Linked DNA regions of Anas platyrhynchos: region 1 is linked to region 2. Evidence: chromatin contacts called from public Hi-C data. All regions are on one chromosome and are shown on one strand. The core of a region is the stretch at or near the end of the contact, and the rest is flanking DNA. Distances in the headings are between cores, read along the strand shown. Region 1 overlaps TBCD (tubulin folding cofactor D). Region 2 has its middle 25 kb from the start of TRNAR-CCG.

The links. Hi-C and Micro-C count contacts between places; a contact is called where the count stands out from the background.
Region 1: a Hi-C map of subcutaneous adipose tissue shows a contact between it and region 2, with 2.1 times the contacts expected there. The contact joins two enhancer-like sites. A contact is called at or near these places in 3 of 8 Hi-C or Micro-C datasets (F5 follicle, small yellow follicle and subcutaneous adipose tissue).

The regions. Positions count from the first base shown.
Region 1 is chr19:7,070,868-7,076,998 of IASCAAS_PekinDuck_T2T, forward strand. TBCD (tubulin folding cofactor D) reads right to left here. Exons shown (of 40, transcript XM_038165607.2): 36 at 475-564. Among named protein-coding and RNA genes, the nearest start is that of ZNF750, 76 kb to the right of the region's middle. Within about 2 kb of position 3,419, at least 1 of the 8 cell types and tissues checked has an H3K27ac peak or open chromatin away from gene starts, as enhancers often do. A contact at or near this core is called in subcutaneous adipose tissue, where this site is marked.
Region 2 is chr19:6,818,208-6,824,954 of IASCAAS_PekinDuck_T2T, forward strand. No RefSeq gene overlaps it. Among named protein-coding and RNA genes, the nearest start is that of TRNAR-CCG, 25 kb to the left of the region's middle. Within about 2 kb of position 2,459, at least 5 of the 8 cell types and tissues checked have an H3K27ac peak or open chromatin away from gene starts, as enhancers often do. A contact at or near this core is called in subcutaneous adipose tissue, where this site is marked.

The DNA of each region.
Region 1 (6,131 bases), core at 2,169-4,668, 250 kb after region 2:
TGACTGAAACATTTTTGGTTTGATCTCTCTGCTATCCAAAATGAGTTAGTTTTTTTTTTTTTTTTTTTCTTTCCTAAAATAGATAATAATTTTGCTGGTGTTTTAAACTATTTCTAGTGTAACTGTTAAGGTTTACTCAATTACATATATTTTTTACTGTCTGTATGTGTGAGTCAAGCTCTGCAAGCAAAAAGCAAATGACTGAATGCATCTTTAAGAATGTCAGTAACAGTTCAAAATTAGTTATTTGTCAACAACAGTTCAAAATTAATTTTTTTTCAGATCTTTCACGTTTTCACCTCAACCACACAGAAGATACACATAAAACTCACACAACCTTATGTTACATGTATCTGCGTGCATTTTTCATTTATGTTTCACATCAAATAGACTTAGTATGTTCTGTAGTTAAATTTTCTTCACTCCTTACAAACAGACAAAAGATTACTTTCTTTGTTTATTTCATCAACTCACACTCCTATGCTAGAGCGAAGTTTCCGGATGTCTTTGGATCTTTTGATCTCTTCTTTACAAAGGTTAAATAGCTTCACTGGAAATGGATGGCTGGAAATGGGAAGGAAAAAAAAGGATATGAAATAGATTTAAGCAGAATTTTAAACACATTTGATGATTGTAAAGATGCCAAATTAACATTCAAAAGAGAGGAAAGATACTACCCAGAACTGTTTGTGAATACTTTTTCCAGAGCAGCACACCCTGCTTTAGGTGGACTTTTGGTAAAGACACGGGCTACTTTGGCTACCACTTGTGAACATTATTTTAATTTTTTATGGAAGGGAAGAAATTAGTATTAATTGTTGGTATTCCTACTACCTGTGTGCTGAGGAGTGAACTACCTTTATCCAAAGTGAGTCAGTATCTGCATGGTAATCAGCTAGCCACAGCTTGCATTTACAGCAAAGTATGGTACAATCCGAAATACTATGCCAGGAATTACAACATTCTATAACCAAATAAAAATTATTCAGTTTACGGAACATTGTAGTGCCTTGGTAGTTCCATAAGGCCTTCAATCAAACTTGGCACAAAAGGGGATAGACACTGTTCTTACATACTCTACCATCTCACAGCCTGGATTCCTTAGTGATGCCAGACAACATAATTAAACCCAGCGCTTACAGTTCTGTTAAGTGTACAAGTCATGAAGCCATCTTTAAATATATTGAGCAAATTCTTCTTTTTCTACAGTCTGGGAAATACCATTCTTACAGCTTTCCCAGATACTCATACAAACACAAGTATTGTTATGATATTTCAAGGATCTAGTAAAGAGGGAATGTTACTTTTATTTCAGAACAAATTATTTAATCTTTTACTCATTACACTCAAAGCTGAAGTGCCATAGATGCAGAAGAAACTATTTTATATCTGTCTAGTGCACACAATTACTTCTAGAATGCGTATTTTGGAAATTTCACTGTATTGTGTATGAAAAACAGAAAGCAGAAATCCTAACATTTATTTTCTGCTACTGTGATTCAAAACTGTGGATATAAATTATTGGAAAAAAACTGTCACGTAATCTGTTGAAAAATACAACATTTAAAATGAATTAAGATGGTTACAGGACAAAATGTTTTGTCAAGTTAATGCACCTTATTATACGTAGTTTTCCAGACAAGAGAGTTTTTGTTTTGTTTTTACTAGACTAAAAAAAAAAGGCATATCCTGGCAAATGCTGGTTTGTTGTTCCATTTTTTAACCAAGTCGTTAATCTATTAGTCTAAAGAATGCTGTCTCTACTGCTGTCTCAGTATCACTGAAAAAAAAACACAACAAAACAAAACACACTAAACAAGTAAAGTTGCCACACTTTCAAAGTTGATGATGAGGTATCATAAGAGATTTTCAGAGCTGATCATGGCTTCCAGAAGCAGAGTCTCAGGAGGGCTGATTTAAAATATTCCCATCAGATGCTGAAAGAGCAAATTCCTCGCCATCCACTGCCTGCAGCCATGTCAGCACTGTTTCCAGATTTTAGAGTATGAGAAGTGCAGAAAGCACGTGCATATGAGACACATATGCATATTCTCACGTGCACATGAGAAAGACATATACACGAATGAGACTGCATGTGTCTGAGGACGTGGTTTGCCCAGGTGGATGATGGCGAGAGTGTCCCCTTTCTGAAGGGAAGGTCTATTTTTTTCTTACCTTGGTGACATTTCCCTTCCTTCCACTCCCCCATGATTACACAAAGACATTTTGTAGACAACTAATTACAATACCTGTAATACATGCCTGCCTTTCAGCACAGGACAACAGCGACACAGTGAATTAGGTGAGATTTTAAATTGGTTCAACAACACAGACATCACTGAGGAGAATAGCAACAAAGAGACCAATTGGAACAAGAGCATCTGGAATAAATTTGGTACACATAACCTTAAGTGCAGCATTTTGTGTTTAAAACAGATGCACTTTCCTTTCTGTCATTTGCCAATTTCACATTTGTAATAACTAAACCTAACCTACGTGTGATCTCAAATGACTCAAATAGCTTGGCCTCTTTAAAGGAAATTGAGAAAATTCCTTCTCCTGTGTGGGCACAGTGCCAGCAGAAACAGAGTCAGCATCTGGGGAAAAGGGATCAGTCTAAAGTCTTTACATTATGTAAATTGGGCACACGTGGTACTGCAAAAACGTACGGTTTTTTTTTCCTCCTTGAGGTGAACTCAGTTTGAACAGTTCAGCTGACATCACCTGGGTGGCCATAAAACCAGAGGACAGCCACTGCCATGCTCTTTCATGCTACAGTTTATTAGGCAGTAATAGCGTAACTACTTTAAAAAAAAAATCCACAGAAGCATATAACATATCATTCATCTGAGATCAGCAGGGACATACCATCTTACAGTGCTTTGTAAGACCACCAGCAAGACACTGCATCCACAGTGCATGACCTCTGCTGCGGAATGCACAGATTATGGACAGGTAAGAAACGTCACTTGTATTTGTTCCGGAGAGCATCAGGTCCTGAATTATCATTCAAAGGCTATTCCGTTCACATTTACAGGGCAATGAGTACTATGACACTGATCTTACAGTACTTTCCAAGGAACCAGCAATATACCCAGGCTCTTGGCAGACTGAACTTCTGTCATGATCATTCACTGCTGAGGCCAGCAGAACGTCTCCTGCAGCTACCGGAGCCATAACCAGAAAATAATGCTTCAGTGCCAGTTCTGCCAGTGGCTTTAGTTCGCCCCCATTTACTCTCCCTGCCCCTTGTCCTACTACCAGCAGGGAGCTGACAGTTACCACTGTGTTTTCAGAGTGGCCACTGGTGAGTTGATGATTGATGTTGCTGATTGGTGATGTTGATGACAGCTGTGGTTCACGTATGCTGCCCTGTGCCTGCAGTGGTCACTGCAAGCAGCTAATGCTGCTCACACTACTATGAGCACGGATTCCCAAATTTGCAGTGCACACTGAGATGAAATTATGAGTTTTCAGGTTGTGCAATCACAGAGAAAAAGTCTGGGAATGTTGAAATGTAGTATCACAAGAAAATATTATTTCAGCTGAAACATAGTTACAGAAGAAACTGCTTTTCAACTGAAAACCACTGCTCTGTCTGGGCAGGGAGGGCACACTGCGCAAGGAGGAGTAGCAGGTGAATGCCTGCAGTTTCACACACACAGTAGGGCTATATACACTTGCACTGCTGCCAAAAGAAATGGTTTCCCTCCCCCTCACCACTTTCCTAATTTTGGCACAATTCGTAAGCATGCAGCAGAACAGATCGAGGAACTACTGCAAGCTGAAATTTACTGGAGGAAGGGCATTTTTAACCTGGAGCAGCTCCCTAATGCCATTCATGATGCAGCAACACAAAACACTGCTGCTAGTTCCAGGGAGAGGAAAACTCCAAGGCTCGATGGGCAGGTTTATGCCAGGTAAGGATGAGTGGGAAGTAACAGCCTGAAAAATGGCAGACAGAACTTTTCCTAGTACAGCCTCAAACTAAGCCAAACACAACAAAGGCTGCTTCTGAAAGCCTTTTGATTACCTGGGTGCTAGGTATTTACTCCAATAAATGAACCTGCTGGCAGGTTCAGCAGGGCCCTGACAGAGCAATGAGCCCAGCATGACAACTGCAGATTGCCTTAAACACAAGGACTTCAAACAGAGGAGCAACACCACGCACTCCGCCGCTGTACACAGACTGCTGAGAGAACAGCAACACTGCGAGCTTCACAAACACCAATATTCACCTACAGAACTATGTCAGAAACGTAACGCTGTGCATCGAAACGATCCTAACGATGTGCATCAGCTACAGCTTGAAGGGGCAGGAAACTAGACTGCAAGTTGCACCTCTGTGAGACAGGAGTGACACCATGTGGCCCTTTGCTCTAACAGGAGCACTGAGCTCCTAATTAACGTCAAACTAATTCAGCCAACAGCCATTAATCCTGTTGCAATTAAGCCATGTAGGGTATTACTTGTTCTGGATTGCTAATGTTTTATTATATTAAAAAAAAAAGTCCCAGTATACTGCACAGTATCTATTTTTAACCTCAAAATGCATTTGCAAATACTTCTTTTTATGAAGTGACAGCTAACTATGAAGCAGCTGGGTACAGGCATAGTGCTGGTGCCGGACATCCTACAACCTAAGTTCTCTTGCTAAACCTAGACTCAGTGTAGTGTGGGAAAACATGAGGGGGAGGAAAAAAATGGGAGCCAAACACCCCAAGGACTGCTAATGTTTCATTCCCAGCTTCTCAGAGAAGTTTTTCATTTGCTGCATGACAGGCAAGAAGTGTACTGCAGAACTGAAGCAGGGTGAAATTTGCTCACCAGAAGTCAGACTCCGAGAAACAACCACGCACTCAATCCCTCTTCCTATAGGCACACTTCATATGAAAGTATTTGAAACGGCATGTACACATGTCCTTTCATGCCACACAACAGTTTCAGTCTCATTTTGCATTGTATTTCTACATTTTTATGACGTGGTTCTTAGGAAAAGGGGGTAACCAGTCCCACTCAAGAAACCAGACCCAAGAGTCAACGCTTTTCCATATTCTTCTATGCAAAGAGAATTAGGTGTCAGCCAACAGTTCAGGCAGGCCTCAGAGCCAGGATCCATCCCTTAACCATAGCCAAACGCCATATGCCTAAGTAAGAAAATGCAGACGTTGCACTGAAGACAATTTTGGGCTCACCCAGCTAAATAACGTACCACAGAGCTGATCTGCATGCAGGCTCTTAGAGCACAGCAAAACCCAGGCACGCTTGGCTCTCAGCAGAGCACACACAGAGCACGATTACACCCTCTCAACCACAAGGTAACCTAGATATTAGCAAAAACTGCCAGATGCAAGAACTAAATTCTCTTTCTTACTGTCTTACTGTCTCCAAATTTTCTAGAGTCGGCCTTCCAGAGCTTCAGTATGATAATTAGTTCCTCCACTTCCTACCCTTCATTACAGTATTTCATTCCCTTTCCATTAGAATGATCCACTGGGCTGTAACAAATAATTTTTTACTTTTTTTTTTTGTTGGTTTCATCATTAAACTGGAATCAAATTCATTTGGATCAACTTCAAAACCACCCCCTGCTCCCCATAATCCCCCTGGATTTTATTTCAGACCTTTTTAATAAAGCATTACAATGGCACCACAGGACTGAATTTGAGTCTCGCTTACACAGCAAATGGCTATGCAATAATCCTACCACACGCTTTCTGTTTAGTGACCCATGTGGGGGACAGACATTACCTGCGATTTACACCCATAACCTATCAACTTCCTCAGTGGGGAAGACTGGAGTTGACGTGTTCCAGATCACTGCCATGATTACCAAACCAAAAAGAAATGCTTGTTCTCTTTTTGATGAATTTTAAATTGTTATTGAAAAATGGACTGCTTTATTAAAAAGGGGATTAATTATCTAAATACACACTTGAAAACAAAAGTAGATTCAACTAAAACTTCTGGAACGAGAAAATCTTTTCAAATGTATCTGTTGTGAGTAATTCTTGAATCAACAGATTCCAAATCCAGTATACATGCTGGTAGGATACATTTTGTATAGTACTGCAAATATCTGTAGCTGTGCCAAGATGCTTATGAGAGCCTGTAGAATAGATTTTAATATT
Region 2 (6,747 bases), core at 1,209-3,708:
ATCTCTGGGATTTTGCACTGGGATCAATGCCACAGGATGAAGCAGCATCCTCCCGGCTCAGATTAATCCCTGCTACCACTAAAATCACACTTGCACAATAGCACTGTGCTTGGCTTCCTAAAAAAACTCTGCATGGATACGGCTCGGGACCACAGCCCCCAGGGACCACAGTGTCTGTGTCCCCCAGGGAGCAGCAGGAACCACCAAGCCCCACTGTGCCAGAGCACCTGGGTGGCTGCACACACCGCGAGCTGTCAGCGAGCTCCTGCCAGCACGGCGAGGGATTTGGCAGGGGGGGTTTGAAGGAGCACGACGCCGGCTGGGAGATTAACAGCTTCACCCAGGAGGAAGAGCTGGGGAGGGAAATCTCAGGGACGTCAGGGCTTGGAAGGGAAGGATGCTCAGAGCTGCTTCGTGCGAGCGCATATATAAATACTTGTGCGAGCACAAGGGAAACCACAAATAATATCCACCCCAAAAATTACCCAGGAAGTGGCTCCAGAGATTATCGTCTTGGCTACAGGGCAGTAGGAAAAAGTGATTTCATGCCAGCAGAACCAGTGGGCTCATAATGCATTCAAGAGGTCAAACAGGGTGAGCGAAGTTGGAAGGACCATTAAGACCAAAACTGACATTTACATTAAAACCTCATCTAGACTGGGGTCCTGCAGGGGGGCGGCTTGAACCTCTCCTCTTCTTCCCAACCAGCATCAAACACCAGTGCTGCAGAGCTCTGCGGCAACCCTGGCAGCAGGACCGAGCCCTAGTCCAGCTCCCCAGTTCAACCAGTGCTTTTCCCCAGTCTGACCCATGCACATCCCCAGTGTGAAGCTGACCCTGGCAGGAGGTATGGGCTGCCGCTCCCTCCAGAATTAAATGCTCTCTGCACCTTGCTACAAAGGGGTGGTGGCAGCTGGGGTATTGCTGCTGCCCTTGTCCCATTGCCACCAGCCCTAGCACCAGACCCCCTCTCAGCACCTCCCGTCCTGTCTTGCATTGCCCAGAAGAGCCAAGTCACATCCAGCTTCCAGCCAACATCCCAAGGGACATCTCACTCCAGCAAACACAGCCTGAAACTCTTTGCAGCCCTGCAGGTAAGGCAGGACCTCTGGCTCTCCTCCTGACTTTGAAATCCCTCCCCCATCACCCAGCGCCTCTGTGTGAGTCAGTGCCCGCACTTAGGATGATGAAAACAATCCTTCATCTCTCTGGTGATTGCCTTTGTACTCCGGAGACAGCGGGCTGCATGCTGTCACCCTGCAAATATGTGTTTCTCACTCTCTTGGCTGCCGAGAGCACACACAGCCAGCAGGTACCAGCGCTGCTCAGAGCTCAGGCAGCAGACGCGAGGCGAGGAGCATGCCTGCACCCACGTCTGGTGCTTGCAGGGATGAGGCTGTCTGGGCTTCCCAAAAGTTGCTTTTAGAGCAGCCCAGCCTCAATCCAAGCTCTGGTCTCCACTCTTTCCCACTCCCTCCTCTCCTCTTTCCTTCCCTGTCTCAATGAGGCAGGGTGAGGCTCTTAATCATGAGGCCATGAGCTCTGAGCCTGCAGGTGGCCGCCAGCCCAGCCCCAGCCCTTTGGGCCCCAGCCCTGCTGGCACGTGGCTGAACAAAGCATCGGCTCCACTCACTCACGGGGGAGAGAGGAGCAATGGGGCATCACAAGGAGGAGATGAGATTTGTCACCTCCCCCATCCAGGCTCAGGACAGCAGTGACACGGGGCCACCAGGGCAGGACAGGGTGATGGTACCCCTGTGACAGGCAGTGCTGGTGCCAGCTGGCAGTGTAGGACCCGGCTCCATCTGGGACCTTGGCCAGATGGGACAGCAGTCAGGAGCAATGGGACACCGCAGCCACCTCCTCCTGTGCCCTGTTGCCAGCAGGGATGGTGGCACGGGCACACGGGTGCTTGGAGGGCAGTGCAGGGAAGAGCAGCAGCTGAAGGGCTTCAGCTCGGCCTTGCTGCCCAAGCCAGGGCACATGTGGAGGCTTCTCCACCCAAATCGGGGCTTTTGGTGGGCTGGAGTACTGCATCCGTGGCCATGGAAGGAGGCCAGAAGGAAGGCAAGCATCTGCCTGTAGTTACACAAGAAGTTTGTGGAGAGGAAACAAGCCCAATTTTCCCAAGTCCCGATGATGCTGGGATGGACAACGCTTCCCCCGCGAGCCACAGGGATGCTTGGAGGTGCCAGGAGCGCAAGCAGACCCGGCTGGGCCCTGACTCCCCCCCAAGGTCAGGGCAGTGCCGGAGGAGACAGCTGCCTCCCCCTGCTTTCCCACCTCCTGTCCTGGCCGTGGGCAGGGGGCTGCCCCACTGCACCCCCAGGAACCCACCAAGCCCCATCCCAAGTCATGGAGCGCCCCGGCCCCAGCGCATTATATGGGGATGAATCACTCGCTGACCTCTGCCTTCTGCAGTGTTCGGTTTCTAATTTTATGGGCTGTATCAGCAGGGTTATTGAATCCAGATGTCCTCAAAATGCAACCACAGCATACAGAAACCCACAAGGAACGGCACTGGTGGTGAGGACCAGGGCGCGTTGTTCAGTTTTCATAAGCAAGCCCTGGCCTAGGAAGGAGAGAAAAGCATCTCATCCTCCCGCTGCCTGGGGCTCTGCAGGAACACCTGGGAGGCTGTGATCTCGGCACGCCACCTCCCGTCTCTCCCGCTGACTGCTCCTCATGCTCCTATTTTATGGAAGCATCCTCCCCCCTGCAGCAGCTGCACAGCTGCATCAGGCTCGGATGTGTCCCAAATAGGGGAGTCTTGGGGGATGCTGAAGGAAAATGGGTCCCATGGGGCCTCGGGTGCCTCGACTGGCACTGCCCTGGGAGGAACAGTGGATGGGAGCAGAGGCTCAGCCTCCCCAAGGCCACCCCTCAGCACCGCGTGGCCGTGGCACAAGCAAGCAGTGGCAGCGGCACCTGACAGCCCTCAGTCACGGGCATCTGGTTTGCATAAAGCACAGCTGGCTCCGAAACAACAGGAGCACATTTGTCCCAGCAAGAAGTCAAGAAAAAAGAGAACGGAGGAAGAAAAGGTACCCAGCCCTTGCATGAGCTTCAAGCAGAAACCTGCCTGCAGCAGGGCCATCGTCCATGATCAGTACCTGCGGCATCGCCCTCGTGGCAGGGCCTGGTCCTGAGTCCTTGGCCACAGCTGAGTTTGGGTTTGGGTAATTAGGAGAGGCTTTGCTGGCCCTGCTGGGTCTGCACAGCTGCACCTACAGCATCATGGGGAGAACTGGCCACATCCCTCCTCCAGTGCCCAAATGGCCGAGCAGGAGAAGGGGCTGGTGCACCAGCCCCACAGCACTAGCCGTGGGCCCCAAAGAGCCCACAGGCAGGAGGTAGCTGATAGCAGAGGGCCAGGGCAGAAGAAAAGCTGAGTTTGGCATTTGAAGCTTTCTCTACCACCTGCTAGCATGGCTTGGAAAGGTGTTTTGGAGGGGCATGGGAAGTGGCAGGGAAATCTCTCACTGCTGTCCCCATGTGCCTGAGCAGCAAGGCAATGCAGGACCAGAGACCCCAGGGGGGACAAAGATTTATTTTAGGGAGCTTACTGCCCCTTCCCTCTGCAGCATTGACTTGGCAGGTCACATCGGAGCCCCTGTAAGCCAGGATTCCCAGGAGCTGTGTGTGGATGCAGCGATGCTGCCCAGTCCCCTCTGCCACCAGCAGCAGTTCCCCACGGCCATGCAGGCCCAGGTTCTTGGTACAGAGACAAGCCTGGCTGTGCTAACAGCATAAGGTGACCCCAAAAAACACTTCCACTTCCAGGCTTTGGTTCGCCTGATGACGTGCAGTGACACAGCTTCACCTTTACAGCATGCGCTGAGCTCCAGGTAGGATATTTCCAACAATGGCTTCATGCTATCTGGAAGAAAAACCTACTTGCTTCTTGCTAACAAAAAAATGACTGCAAACCATTTTCAGGAAATGAAAGATTTGGCCACCTTGTCCACACCTTGGCCTCCACAACGGGCCCCAGGAGGCCATCTGCCTTCCGCAGGGAGGCCAGCACTGGTGCTCAGCACCGCTCACATGGGGCAGAAGATAGGAACATGCTTCGTGCTCAGCTTCTCCCTGATGATGCTGGGGTGGCAGGGGGGAATTTCTCTGCCATCCCCCTTCTTTGCTAATGCTGCACATGCTGCCATGCCCTGCACAACCCGAGCAGAGACCTGCCTGGTGAAGGCACCCCTTGCTCTCCCCTTTTCCCTGCACTTCCATGTCTGTCTGCTTGGGACAGATGGAAGGCGTGCAGAGATGCACAGATGCAGGAACACATATGGGTTTTCTCATTTTCTACCTTGTCACCTCAGAAAGAGTGAAATATAATACACAGAACAGAGGGGGAAGGTAATGAGGCAGCTGACCTTCGTGCTGGTATTCCAGCTCACACGGCTGCCCCTGCACAGACTCGTTCCTGCCCTTGGCTGCTCCAGGACTGCTCTGCCTTGCAGTAAGGCTCCGCCACCCATAGCCCCAAAAGGAGCCTTTCAGGGCACCTGGGCTGACTTGTCTCTTTTGCACAAGCCATGCACACGTGCTGTGAGAAAGCTCAGAAGACCTGAAGGGGATGAGTTTAACGTACGGATGTCTCGGTGCCAAGTTTCAGCCTGATGTGAATCACAACAGCTGACTCGCAACACCCCCTTTGCAGCCAAGGTTTACTGGGAGGGAAGCTCTGCCAGAACCAGAAACTATAGCAACTCCTGTAATAAAATAGCATTTCAACGTAAAGCTATTTTTACAGCACACTGCCACGTTCGTAGCATGACGGTTTCCAGCAGTTTTCAGATGTATGCTGCCAGAAGATTGAGTTGGATTACTTTCTTAGCAGTTAAAGAGGGAAGGATCATATCAGGTTGTCAAATACACCCCCTTCCCTGCAATGGGAAAAATTATATCCCAAGAGATGATTCATCAGGTATTGAATTCATATAACACTTGATCTCGGCTGACTAAAAAACCAAGGTTGCCTCGGGGTTCAAACCTGGTCGCACTGAAGTCAGAAAGACTTTTGCAATTGACTTCAGTAAGACAACTATGAACCAACCCATGATCAGACTTGCCTGAAGCCTAGAAACCTGTATTCATCTTACTCACAATATAAGCAGCGAAGGGTTATGATCTGTGATAGATTAAGTTTTATCTCAGCTCAGCTGCAGCCAATGCAAATTTTGCCACTCATTTGAATGGGGCCAAAGTTGCAACCGAAGTTGTCAGACTTAATTTCTGGGTGGCACCATTTCTTCCTGTCCTTCCAGTCCAAGGTTGGCTTCTCACACAGCTCTTCAGTCCCTTCTATCATAGGAAAATTTATTTTAATATTAACAAGGGTGAAAAGTGTGGCTCTATGAGCAGAATGCAAGTTTTATTGCTATCTACAAGTAAGGTCCTGTGAGCAGACAGAAAAATTGGTCCAGTGGGCTTTACCACTGCCAGCACAAGGAAAAAAAATAATAAAATGATTAAATTCTCTTTCAAAGAGATGGTGATATCAGATCTAACGCTGAGCAAACATTTAACCGCTGTTCAGAGAATCGCTATTTCCTGCTAACTCAATTTGAGCAATTCTGGCACCTCCACGAACCCACAAGAAAACAGGTCTGACTTGAAGCAGGCCTGGCATGGCTGGTCCCACCAAAACCCCTCAGATCTGACCAGCAGCCTCCCCCATACGTGAAGTCCCTGTCCTATATTTCATCCACGTCTTGAACAATCAGAGACCCACCTGATTTACTTTCTTGGGCCGAAACTCTCTCTGCCAGGCTATCTTTTTAGTAATATGCATCCACTTCCATCACTAGTTTTGTTTTTTGTCATTCTGTCATGAAGTCTGGACTCCCATCATGGTTTGCTGATGTACCCCAGGTCTTCCCAGTCCTATCTGCTCTCCTACCTACAACAATTTCCCCACCTGCCTCACTCAGCCTGCTGGAAGATGCACCCCATGCCTAAGCCACTGAACTCCGCAGGCACCACGTAATGCCAAGAGAGGACTCAGACAGGGTTTAAGTTTAGTGCAGATGTTGCAAAAAACTCTCCTCAAAACCCTTCTGAAGCTGCAGCCCACAGTGAAACTGTAGCTGCTCCTGTTTCAACTTCTATTAGTACAACACGGGGTAAAAGCCAAGTGAACCTTCCAAAGCTGCCAAACTCGGTGCAAACTTTGTTTTCCAAGAAACCTCACCAACCCACGAAGCTTAAAGAGAGGGACGGGTCACACCGAGTACACAGTGCAAAACAAACCGGCCTTGGTGCCCTGCTTGCTTTGGAGGGGATCATAGCTGCAAAAGAGCACTCCTTGGGCAGCCTGAAGACAACAACCCCCTGGGCACCCCTATTTTTATGTATAAAATACATATATCCTGCTCAGCCTCATAAACAACCCCCCTCTCACCAGGCAGTAGGAACGGTGAGGGAGAGCTTCTCCCTTGCTGAGCGTTAGTGGACTCTTTTCTGCATGACTCGAGCACGTTGCTTACACACAGAGCAAAACTCCAGGGGTATTTGGGCAGGGAATGACCCAGGGATTCAAGGCATATGTTATCAGTGTAAGCTGCTCAGGAAGGTGCACTCATCTCCTCTCTCCAAGCCCGACCATCCTGGCCCTTACCTGGTTTGTGCACCTTGTGCACGTGTGAAATGTGAGTGGGAACCATCTCACGGCCACGTGGGGTGGGCAGGGACACCACCACCAGGTGCAGAGCAGCGGAGAAACCCTTGGGCAATGGT